3 separate regions of the Mus musculus genome follow, and regions 1 and 2 are each linked to region 3. Evidence: chromatin contacts called from public HiChIP or PLAC-seq data. All regions are on one chromosome and are shown on one strand. The core of a region is the stretch at or near the end of the contact, and the rest is flanking DNA. Distances in the headings are between cores, read along the strand shown. Region 1 overlaps Pvt1 (Pvt1 oncogene). Region 2 overlaps Pvt1 (Pvt1 oncogene). Region 3 has its middle 280 kb from the start of Gm41333.

The links. HiChIP or PLAC-seq counts read pairs in DNA pulled down with a chosen protein or histone mark.
Region 1: a FOXA1 HiChIP or PLAC-seq map of pancreatic cancer cells shows a contact between it and region 3. The contact joins two enhancer-like sites. A contact is called at or near these places in 1 of 484 Hi-C or Micro-C datasets (the N1E-115 cell line) and 1 of 115 datasets of contacts at active chromatin or transcription factors (pancreatic cancer cells).
Region 2: an HNF4G HiChIP or PLAC-seq map of pancreatic cancer cells shows a contact between it and region 3. The contact joins two enhancer-like sites. A contact is called at or near these places in 1 of 484 Hi-C or Micro-C datasets (nephron progenitors) and 2 of 115 datasets of contacts at active chromatin or transcription factors (microglia and pancreatic cancer cells).

Annotation. Positions count from the first base shown.
Region 1 is chr15:62,078,200-62,081,423 of GRCm38.p6, forward strand. All of the region lies in intron 1 of Pvt1 (Pvt1 oncogene), which reads left to right. Among named protein-coding and RNA genes, the nearest start is that of Pvt1, 42 kb to the left of the region's middle. Within about 2 kb of position 1,607, at least 192 of the 459 cell types and tissues checked have an H3K27ac peak or open chromatin away from gene starts, as enhancers often do. A contact at or near this core is called in pancreatic cancer cells, where this site is marked.
Region 2 is chr15:62,117,845-62,120,918 of GRCm38.p6, forward strand. All of the region lies in intron 1 of Pvt1 (Pvt1 oncogene), which reads left to right. Among named protein-coding and RNA genes, the nearest start is that of Pvt1, 81 kb to the left of the region's middle. Within about 2 kb of position 1,342, at least 64 of the 459 cell types and tissues checked have an H3K27ac peak or open chromatin away from gene starts, as enhancers often do. A contact at or near this core is called in pancreatic cancer cells, where this site is marked.
Region 3 is chr15:62,391,142-62,394,305 of GRCm38.p6, forward strand. No RefSeq gene overlaps it. Among named protein-coding and RNA genes, the nearest start is that of Gm41333, 280 kb to the right of the region's middle. Within about 2 kb of position 1,355, at least 86 of the 459 cell types and tissues checked have an H3K27ac peak or open chromatin away from gene starts, as enhancers often do. A contact at or near this core is called in pancreatic cancer cells, where this site is marked.

The DNA of each region.
Region 1 (3,224 bases), core at 357-2,856, 310 kb before region 3:
AAAAAAAAAAATATATATATATATATATATATATATATATATATATATATATATATAAAACAATTGAATGGTATACTTTGCAGCATCTCAGCAAGACGAGGAGGTAAAGCCAGAGAACCAAAACAAGGCTGAGTAAAATGAGCTGAGGCCATTGGCCATTCCTTATTATCAGGAAGACATAGGTGACTACCTACCTTTCTCAACTTCTGGTCCCTTCCTCCCTCCCTCCCTCCCTCCCTCCCTCCCTCCCTCCCTCCCTCCCTCCCTCCCTCCCTCTCTCCCTCTTTTTTCTTCCTTCCTTCCTTCCTTCCTTCCTTCCTTCCTTCCTTCCTTCCTTCCTTCCTTCCTTCCTTTCTTTCTCTCTCTCTTTCTCTCTTTCTCTCTATTTTTGAGACAGGGTCTCTAAGTAGTCCTGGCTGTCCTTGAGCTTGCTATGAAGGCCAGGCTAGTCTCTAACTCAAAGATTGTCCTGCCTCTGCCTCTCAAACACTGGGGCCAAGGGTATGTGGCCACCATGCCCAGCCTTAAGTGAATGACCTGGATGCTCTTTGATAGTGATCCCTCCAGGGGCTTGGCCCGCCTTTGCTCTAATATAGAGCATGCTCTTCAGCTTGTAGGGCAATGCTCTTGTGACTTTGCCAACCTAGAGGTTGCTGAGAAAGAAAGCAAGTTTCTCACTTCTCCTGGAAGTCTGTATGGAAGAGCTGCAGCAGGAGCTGCACAGGTCCCATAAAGAAGGAATAGAATAGAGGGACTCTGCGGGAGGGGAGGGGCATGCTGATGTAGAGGTCTCCACAGTATATCTTGACTCAAGCTGGTTGTGACAGAAGCTTTCTGTAGGGGTGTATTTGCTGGGCTGAGTAACCAAAGTTGAGTTCTAATAAATAAAGATGAATGAAGAAGGAGGGAAATGTGGGAGGTTGGGGATGGGGGTGGTACAAGATACTCTCTGAGTCTGTGTGCCATTCAGAGTAATTTACACTGGGGGTCCCATTGTGCCCTTGGGCCCAGGCTCTATTTTGCCCCTTTGTTCCCTGTTCTATCCTAGCAGGGATGCTTGCTGACTTCCTGGCCATCCCCACCCCTTCTTGGGTCCTGGATCCTGCTTCCTTTCTCCCCCGCTTCACAATGATCTCATCCCAGCCGGGAAATGGGACTTTTGTTGCCCCTGCCTATTTGGCCTGGCCCAGTGTCAGGCCCATCACGTGCCCCTGCTGGGATACCGAGTGTATGAATCTCAGGCAGTGGGCAAGGCTGGCAGGGGAGGGCATTCCTCTGGACTGAGCTGTGCTGGTAGCTTGGCACACCCCCCCCCCCCCCTTCTAGAAGTGACTCAAAAGCTTTTCTGCATGCTCTTCTAGTGGACTGCTGAGTCATTCTCTGAGTCACAAGTGGTACAGCTGTGTACTCAACAGTGAGCCCTTGTGTGGGACCCAGATGGGCTGTCCTGACTCTTGGGGCATTTAAAGGCAGTTCACACTGGCATTTGACCCTCTCTGTCCTCCTCAAGGACTCTTTTACCCTGATTCCTTTCTAGGCCTATGTGTGTAGGCTAGGGAGTGATACACACCTCGGGCTGCCAGCTAGGATTCAGAATCCAAAAGTTCAATTCAAGTCAGCAGCTGGCTGACAGGCAGGGAGCCAGGGCGGTGATTAAGCAAGCTGGGGCAAGAGTGAAGTAGGGCAGATTCCTGGGCCCTAGGTGCGTCTCAGGAAGATCAGCCAACTTTCTTGTATCGTGCGTGTTTTGGGAGCATCCTGAAGCTACCTTGAGAATTCAATCTTTTTTTTTTTTTTTTTTTTTTTTTTTTTTTTTTTTTTAGTGAACAAGTGGAAGAATTCTTGTGTATTAAATCTCACTGTCCTTATACCCATTTGGTGTTTGAAGGAATGGGGTCTAGTAGATGATACCAGTTCAGAGGCAGAGTGAGAAGCATAAGTCAGAATATCAGAGTATCTAGAATTTGATGCTCAGACCTGCCTGACTCAGTTTAGCACCCCTCCCCCAAACCCCCACCCAATCTGGTTGCCTCGAGTCTTCCTCTTAAGGCAGCTGTCCTGTAGTGCAGGAAGCCAACTCCCAAGGTAAAATGTCTTTAGACAAATAAAAATGTCTTTAGAAGGCCTAGGCTCTCTATGGGGTGAGACTGAATGCTGAGGCCCGATCTGGCCTCTGATAGAGGAGGGCTTTCAACTGTTGGGGGCAGGGAACAGCTAGGAGCTTGGCAGGGAGGACTCTGTATATACTGTATCTGTCCGGTAGCACTGGAGATAGAGCCCTAGCTGACCCTGAGTGGAAAGATGGTTGGTTGCATAGTTGTGCTAGCACAGGACATACTGCAAGGGTTTGGGCTCTAGAACTTTTCCTCTGCTCATGTGGCTTTGGTGGAGTCACCTCTGCCGGCTAGTGCTAGTTCTAAAGCCTAACCCATCCTTTGGGAAGGAGTCTGTTTTATGGCTTCCTAGGTAAGGCTGATGACCCATGTGTTAGTGCTGATGTGAGCCACTTGTGGAAGTGGTCCAGTGTTCAGCCACCACTTATCCACTGGGGCCAGATGGGCTAGACCTCAAAGATCTGTAGGGCAAGATGGAAAACAGTCATCCTTTGAATTCACCAGGAACCTCATGACTAGAGAGATGATTAGGAGGCCATTGTTACCTTCTATGGAAGGTGATGAGTGAGCTGGAAAGAGCTTTGGGTATGGACACGCTTCGAAGGCGGGCATTTTGAATAGTAGCATAAAGGCAGATGGTGATGGGGAAATTTCTAATAGAGTGTTGCTGTAGAACAAGGTTGTTCCCAACCTTCTGATCCCCCCTTCCCTGTCTTCCTAGTGCAGTTATAGGCTATGCCACCAGATTTCTGGTTTTGATAGAAGCTTTCAGAACTCTCTTGTGTCCAGGAATGATTCATTTTCTAAGGACATCATCCAGCATTGGGGCCTTTCAAAAAGGATGGCCATGTGAGTAGTTTTTCACAAACTGATGTACAACAGTTGCCTCTGTGATCTGGACCTACCTTTTTGATCCTTTCCTTTTTTCTACCTCGGGATTCATTTTTAGTGACACTATAAAAATATATCCTATTATGTTTATTTTATTTATGTGTGCACGTATGAATTCGTGTGTGGCAAGGCAGTGTTGGCTCACGCCTTTAATCCCAGCACTTGGGAGGCAGAGGCAGGCAGATCTCTGAGTTCGAGGCCAGCCTGATCTACAGAGTG
Region 2 (3,074 bases), core at 92-2,591, 270 kb before region 3:
GGGGGAAAGAGAAAACTGGGGGAATTCAGGTGGGGCTGATCAGATTGGCCCCCCTCCGTGGTGTGATGAACCAGCGATAAACGGCTTAACTGACATATCTGATGCCCTCTGCTTCCCATGTAAGACTGAGGAAAGTGGCTTAGTTTTGTTGTCTGATGAAGCCAATGCCTTCCTGATGCTTCTGTGGGCTGATGTGAACCCGGTTCTCACATATATATCAAATGGCATGGTGTCTGGGTGGACACCAACGTCCAGGATTTTACATGTTCTACTTTATTGGACATTCCCAATGTGCCAGTGTTCGATTTAATTTTCCTAGCAGTTCCAAAGGTGAAAAAGCTGTATAATCGTCATCCTGCAAGTGTTGAAATGGAAGATGGGAGGGGTCCAGTCCCCAGCTAGCACGCACTCTAAGATGGGATCCCTTCCCTGGGGCTTCTGGACACACCTTTCTCCATCATCTGCTTGCTACCCAACAAGTGTCCACGTTTAGTCCGTAGGTGGCAGGTTGCTGCTTCCTGCAGATTCAGACATCAAGGGCCCTCAGAAGACACTCTGACTACCAGCAAGAGGCTGGATACCTGAAGCCTGTGGAAGTGACAGGGCCTTTTCTGTTTATAGTCACTGCTCTCCCGCAGTCTCTGGAAGTCATAAACCTAAGCCAGCCAGTGCTCAGGAGGATGACTGGAGGCTGTGCCTTTTTGTCTGCTAGGGGACAGTGAATGCAGGTGTGACAGGCAGGGCTGGTGGAAGAGGAAGCTTGCTCCTTGCTCTCTAGTTCAGACCGTTTTTCCTGGATTCCTAGCTGATTACATGGCGCCTCCAATGATCAGATTGAGGAGAGGAAGCCAGAAAGTTCTGGCATTTTCCTACTAAATCCTCACCAGTTTAAATCAGCACCCTGTCTAGTCCCCCCCCCCCCCCACCAACCCATCCCACTTGAGACAGGGTCTCAGGTACCACAGGCTAGCCTCAAACTTAATGGACAGCAGAGAATGACTCTAAGCTTCAGCCTCTATCTCCTGGTTGCTGTGATCACAAGTTTGCACCACATAGTCTGGTTTTATTAGGTGCTATGCATCGAATCCAGTTCTTCTGGATTTTGTACTGAGTTACTTCCCAGCCCAGAAGGACTTCTTTTGAATGATCACCTCAGCGATTCTACATGTGGGGTAGCCCAAGCCGCAGTCTTACTGAGGGTGTAAACAGAAGGGGAGGGGTGTGTGTGTGTGGGGGGAGAGTGATAGCTGAAGAAAGTACACATTCCACACCCAGCCCCTTCCTGACTCTGGTTCCCTGGAACTGCAAACAAGGAGCTGATTCACATGGCTGGCTCCGGGGCCCCCCTCGCTGGAGTTGAGAACCTGTGCCTTCCACTGACGGGGAGGAAATTCCATTTCAGTTATTCCGTGCTATGAGTTGCTCGGGGCATTCTCTATCTTGATTTTTAGGGCTGCGTCATCTTTTTGGAATTCGCACCCCCCTCCCAGTTTTCTTTCTTTGGGTGATATATCGAGGTGAAAGCTTAGTACAAATCTACAGGGCACAGTCATTCTCTGGCATCTAGGGCTTCATGTTTTTCGGAGGCTGGTCTGTTAGGGGCATGGATGCAATTGCCTTCTCCATCTTCCCACATCCATTTCTTAACCCTTCATGGGACTTCCGATGGGACACTCTATTTTGGAGGGCTGCAGTGTGTTACAACTCTTGGAAAGACTCCTTGAGGTGTAGTAGAAGAGGCCACCACCGTCAGTGTCCCAGTGAAGAAGTAAGGAACGCTGTCTCAGAGGTACACCAGCCTCATCACCAAAGCTGCCATCCAGCAGACTGTTCGGCTAGTTTCCTGACTCTTCCAGCTGATCCCCGTCTCCACCTGATCTTGGTTTCACACCTGCCACAGTGTCTGTAAATCCCCTTCTGGCTTCCTTGACAGACTCAGCTGCTCTGCCTCTCAGCTCACGGCCACTGTGTCCTTTTCTTTGAGGTGTCCTGTCTCTCCCATGAGACTGAACATTTCCGGGGAGAAGTGGTAGCTTTGGATCCACTGCCTATTCAGAGCCATTTATCTGGGGTGAGTTCATGTTTGCCAAAGAACTCTCCAGAGCCCTGTTTGACACTTTTAAGTGTATATGAGTGTGTACTAGACTACACAGGCCATCTCTTCCTTTTCTTCTTCCTCTCTGCGGCTGTTTCTGATCCAGAGTACCACTGAGGGAATAAGTGGCTGCTGCCCCTGTATTCATAGGATCATTCCCAAAAGTCCTACCTCCTGCTCCTCAAATTCAATGAAAAAGCAGCCATGTAGTTATGAAGGTATTTGCAGAGATGTGTGGGTGTGGGGCATGGGATGAAGGCAGAGTGAACCTAACCTGGCCATTTGTAGCTTGTGCTCTGGTAGCATAGGAGTCTAGATTCTTTATTCTCCAAGCTAATTTAGGAGATTGGTTCAAGGACCATGGAGGAGATGCAGGCACAAACAAGTTCAATATGTGCAGGGATCTCTGTGGGGTGAGGGACAGCTGATCACTGAAGCACTCAGTAGATGCACACAGGATGGGACCTTTCACTGTAGTTCTGAGCATGGAAGACATGTTTATAATCTGCCTTTGAGATTGAAGATCGATCTAACTCGTGCTCCATAGGAAATTCAAGGCCAGCTTGGATAAATTGACATCTAGGCTTAGGGGGAAAAAAACAATAGGAAGGAAGGAAGGAAGGAAGGAAGGAAGGAAGGGAGGGAGGGAGGGAGGGAGGGAGGGAGGGAGGGAGGGAGGGAGGGAGGGAGGGAGGAAGGAAGGAAGGAAGGAAGGAAGGAAGCTGAAGAGGGGCTTTAGGGGTGCCTTTGTGATTCCTCTTAAGGGTGACACAGACAGAGACCAGACATCTGAAGGGGTAAGATATTATGAAAATTTTTGATCAAAAGTTGTAGAGAGACACACAGGATGCCTTGTGTACTTGTAGGACGGGGGTAGCCGAGTTCTTTAAAAGCTAACAGAACACAGAGGAACAGCCAGGCCTCTCTGAGCTGTGCTGAAGAGGACCTGGAGGTCAGATGTGGGGTCAGAATGCAGAGC
Region 3 (3,164 bases), core at 105-2,604:
TTTATAATGTTTCAAATCTTAATGTGAAAATGATCTGGAACGTCACAGAACTAGTAACAAATGCAAGGTAAGACGGGGCATGATAGGGAAAAAGAATGTGATAAACTCATTGTCCAATGGAAGAAGCAAGGGTCATGTCTTTGTAATGTGTTCGTAGCTTTATTTTTGAGGTGTATCTCTAGGTTCTGTTCACTAAGATGAGCATTTTTCTAATACATAATGAAAGTTGAAGAATATAAAAACTAACAAGGAAGAAAGCCCTGGAAGGTAAGTTATATCTGAAAAATAAAAACAACAACATCATCATTATCAACAACAACAGCCCCCCCCCCAGCAGCAGCAGCAGTAACAGCAGCAGCAGCAGCAGCAACAGCAACAACAACAACAACAACAACAACAACAACAACAACAACAACAACAACAACAACAACAAAAACTTTGAAAGCCATGTGAATTTTAGTCTATAAGAACCAACTAAATGTTTAAATCTATACTTCTGAGACAATAATGCAGATGGAGTTTGGGAGGTAACTGTGGAATCTCAAAGATGTCTACTCTTCTTGGGAAAGGTGAGCCACCACTATTGCCTATTTGGTCATGGTATAAAAGGTAGGAAAAACAGCCACAGAGCAACTCAATGTTCCTCATGATTCTGTAAGGTGACTGAGAAACACCCACTAGAATTCAGTTACCTTATAATAGAGATACAATAAGGGACTTTCCTTTCTTCAATTATTCCTCACCTCTGGGCTTGAGCTTTGGTATGCAGCAGCAGATGTTCGAGTCTACCCTTCCTAGTTCATGCTTCCTCATGAGGAAGATGTGGGTAAAAGACTTAGCTCAAAGACTCTTGCAGAATTCAAAGGCAGGGCTGTCCAGAGCTCTTAGCAAGAGATGTGGGAGGTACTTGTCACTGCTAGGTCCTTGTTTTCAAAGAACAATGAGCTAAATCTATCTAAACTCGGAGGCCTGTGTGCTAGGTAAGCTGTCAATGGAATGGTTCTCTGGAGAGTTTGTTCCTGATGTATTTCTGGAAAGAAAGAAACTGGGACCGAAAAGGGAGGTGGTGCTTATATCCAGAGAGGACCTAGGGATCTCATCTCTATTCAGTGCTCTGCTGTCATTGTAATTAACAGGCTTTCCTACCTTGAACAATCTTTTCTTAACACAATTCCCAACTACCTGTACAGTATATTGGGAGAGAAGCCCCTTCTATACTTACAGTTTCAATGACGATGGTTATTGATTTTTCCTTTAATAACTAACTTCTACATCTCTTTCCCCAGGAAGGAAACAAACCAAGCTATTTATGGCTCCCTCTTCATTTAGTTGCATAAGAGCAGTTCTTCTCGGGAAGGGTGCACTTCCGTACTTTGGGATCCTGCAGTCTAGAAAGGGAAACTCCTCTGATGAATCACTGACCAAGTCAAGGCTTGGCTGACCTCAAGTTTTCAAAACTGTGCCTTCTGCACCACATTCTTTGGGAAGTCTTCTCAGATTTCTCAGTATGTTGGAGTACCAACCAACAACACCCCTTCCTTCCTTCTGCCTATGTTCTTGCCTGTATGTGAGAACTCTGCCTCTGGGCCAGATTTCCTCAACTTTCACTAGAAAGTCGTGAAGAAACAATGGCCTCTATTCTTAGTAGCTGTAGTGGAGCACATGCAGGAGGTATGGGATGTTGCCATTTGCTTCTTTTTGCCCATGTTGAGGTTTATCTGTGTCCACACTGCTTCCTGAGTTCCTGCCATTTCAGAGTCCCTTGTCATTATGAGCCTATACAACAGTTGTGCTTTTAGTTTCCTGTATTAAGGTCCTTTCTTCTTGAAATATGCAGAGAGCCCAGTTTCTTCACATTCAGACTGTGAACCACCCAGCTGAATGAAGAGCATTGTTCTGAGGCAGTCCTTTTAGTACCTCCTTGCTGTTATCACCACAATCAGTAGCTTCAATGTTGAACCCCGGAGTGTGAAGCATAGCAGGAACTAGGAGTGTTTTATTCAGCTGCTGAGACACACACAAACACACACACTCATTCACAAACAGACAGAGAGACAGAAAGACAGAGAGATAGAGACACACAGAAAGAGACAGACAGAGACAGAGAGAAGCACCCCAGTATCACTTACATGGCAATTAGGATATTTCAAGCCCAAGTCTAGCTTGGTCTACAACTTTTATGCTTATCTGGGCTACATAGTAACCTCCTGTCTAAAGAGAACTCAAAGACTGAGCTCAGAGTAGAGTGTGTGCCTAGCATTTGAGAGGCCCCGTGTTCTATCTCTGACACCACAGAAAAAGAAATGAGAAAAAGGAAAGAGGCCTTTAGGGCCATCAGGAGTTGGTGGCTTCCCCAGACACATACTAGGAGCTCAGCAAAGGCCTCCTAGGGGGACCACAGCAAGGGGGGAACGAGGCTAATGAAACCAAGAGCAGTAAGTCAAGGATGCTGGTGAGTCATTTCGGTTCCACAGGGTTAACCATCTAACAACTATTAATCATTGGGAAACCAATTAAATTTCCCAATTCTTGCCACTTGATAACCATGTTCTGGTTTTGTGAAACTTGCCAACAATCACCAGTTAAAAAGGAGGGTGAGAAGAACTTAGCTGGATTCCCCGCTGTTGCAAGTGTGTAGCATATGGGTCACCTTCCTTCAAGTGATCATGCAATTGATGCTTTGTCACCTTGGAGATCCATGGAGGAAGGTGCATGAGTCCATTTTCTATTGAGTTGTATACATATACATATGCTTATATGTATATATGCAAATATATGTGTGCATTTGTGTGTATGTATGTAAGTATGTATGTACAAACATATGTATGTATAAATCAATGTGCATCTTAAACCAAGTGCTGGCAAAGTTTATCCTCAGAGGCAGAGAGTAGGTATATACTTTAGCTGTGGTCATATGTTCTGTGCCCTAGGTATTGTACTCTGCCTTTGTACAAAAGCCTTTTGCAAATCAATGAGTATAACTGTGTTTTAGTGAAACTTTATAGCAATAGGGCAAATGAAGACTTTTATCCACTTGTTCATTTTTGCAAATAAAATTAGTTCAAGCTGTAAAAAACATGTTTACTTAAAAATGTTTTATTGACAAAAATCTGGTCAGTGGGCCAGATAGTTCATAGTTTTTGCTCTTAGCTAGCTGACCTTTG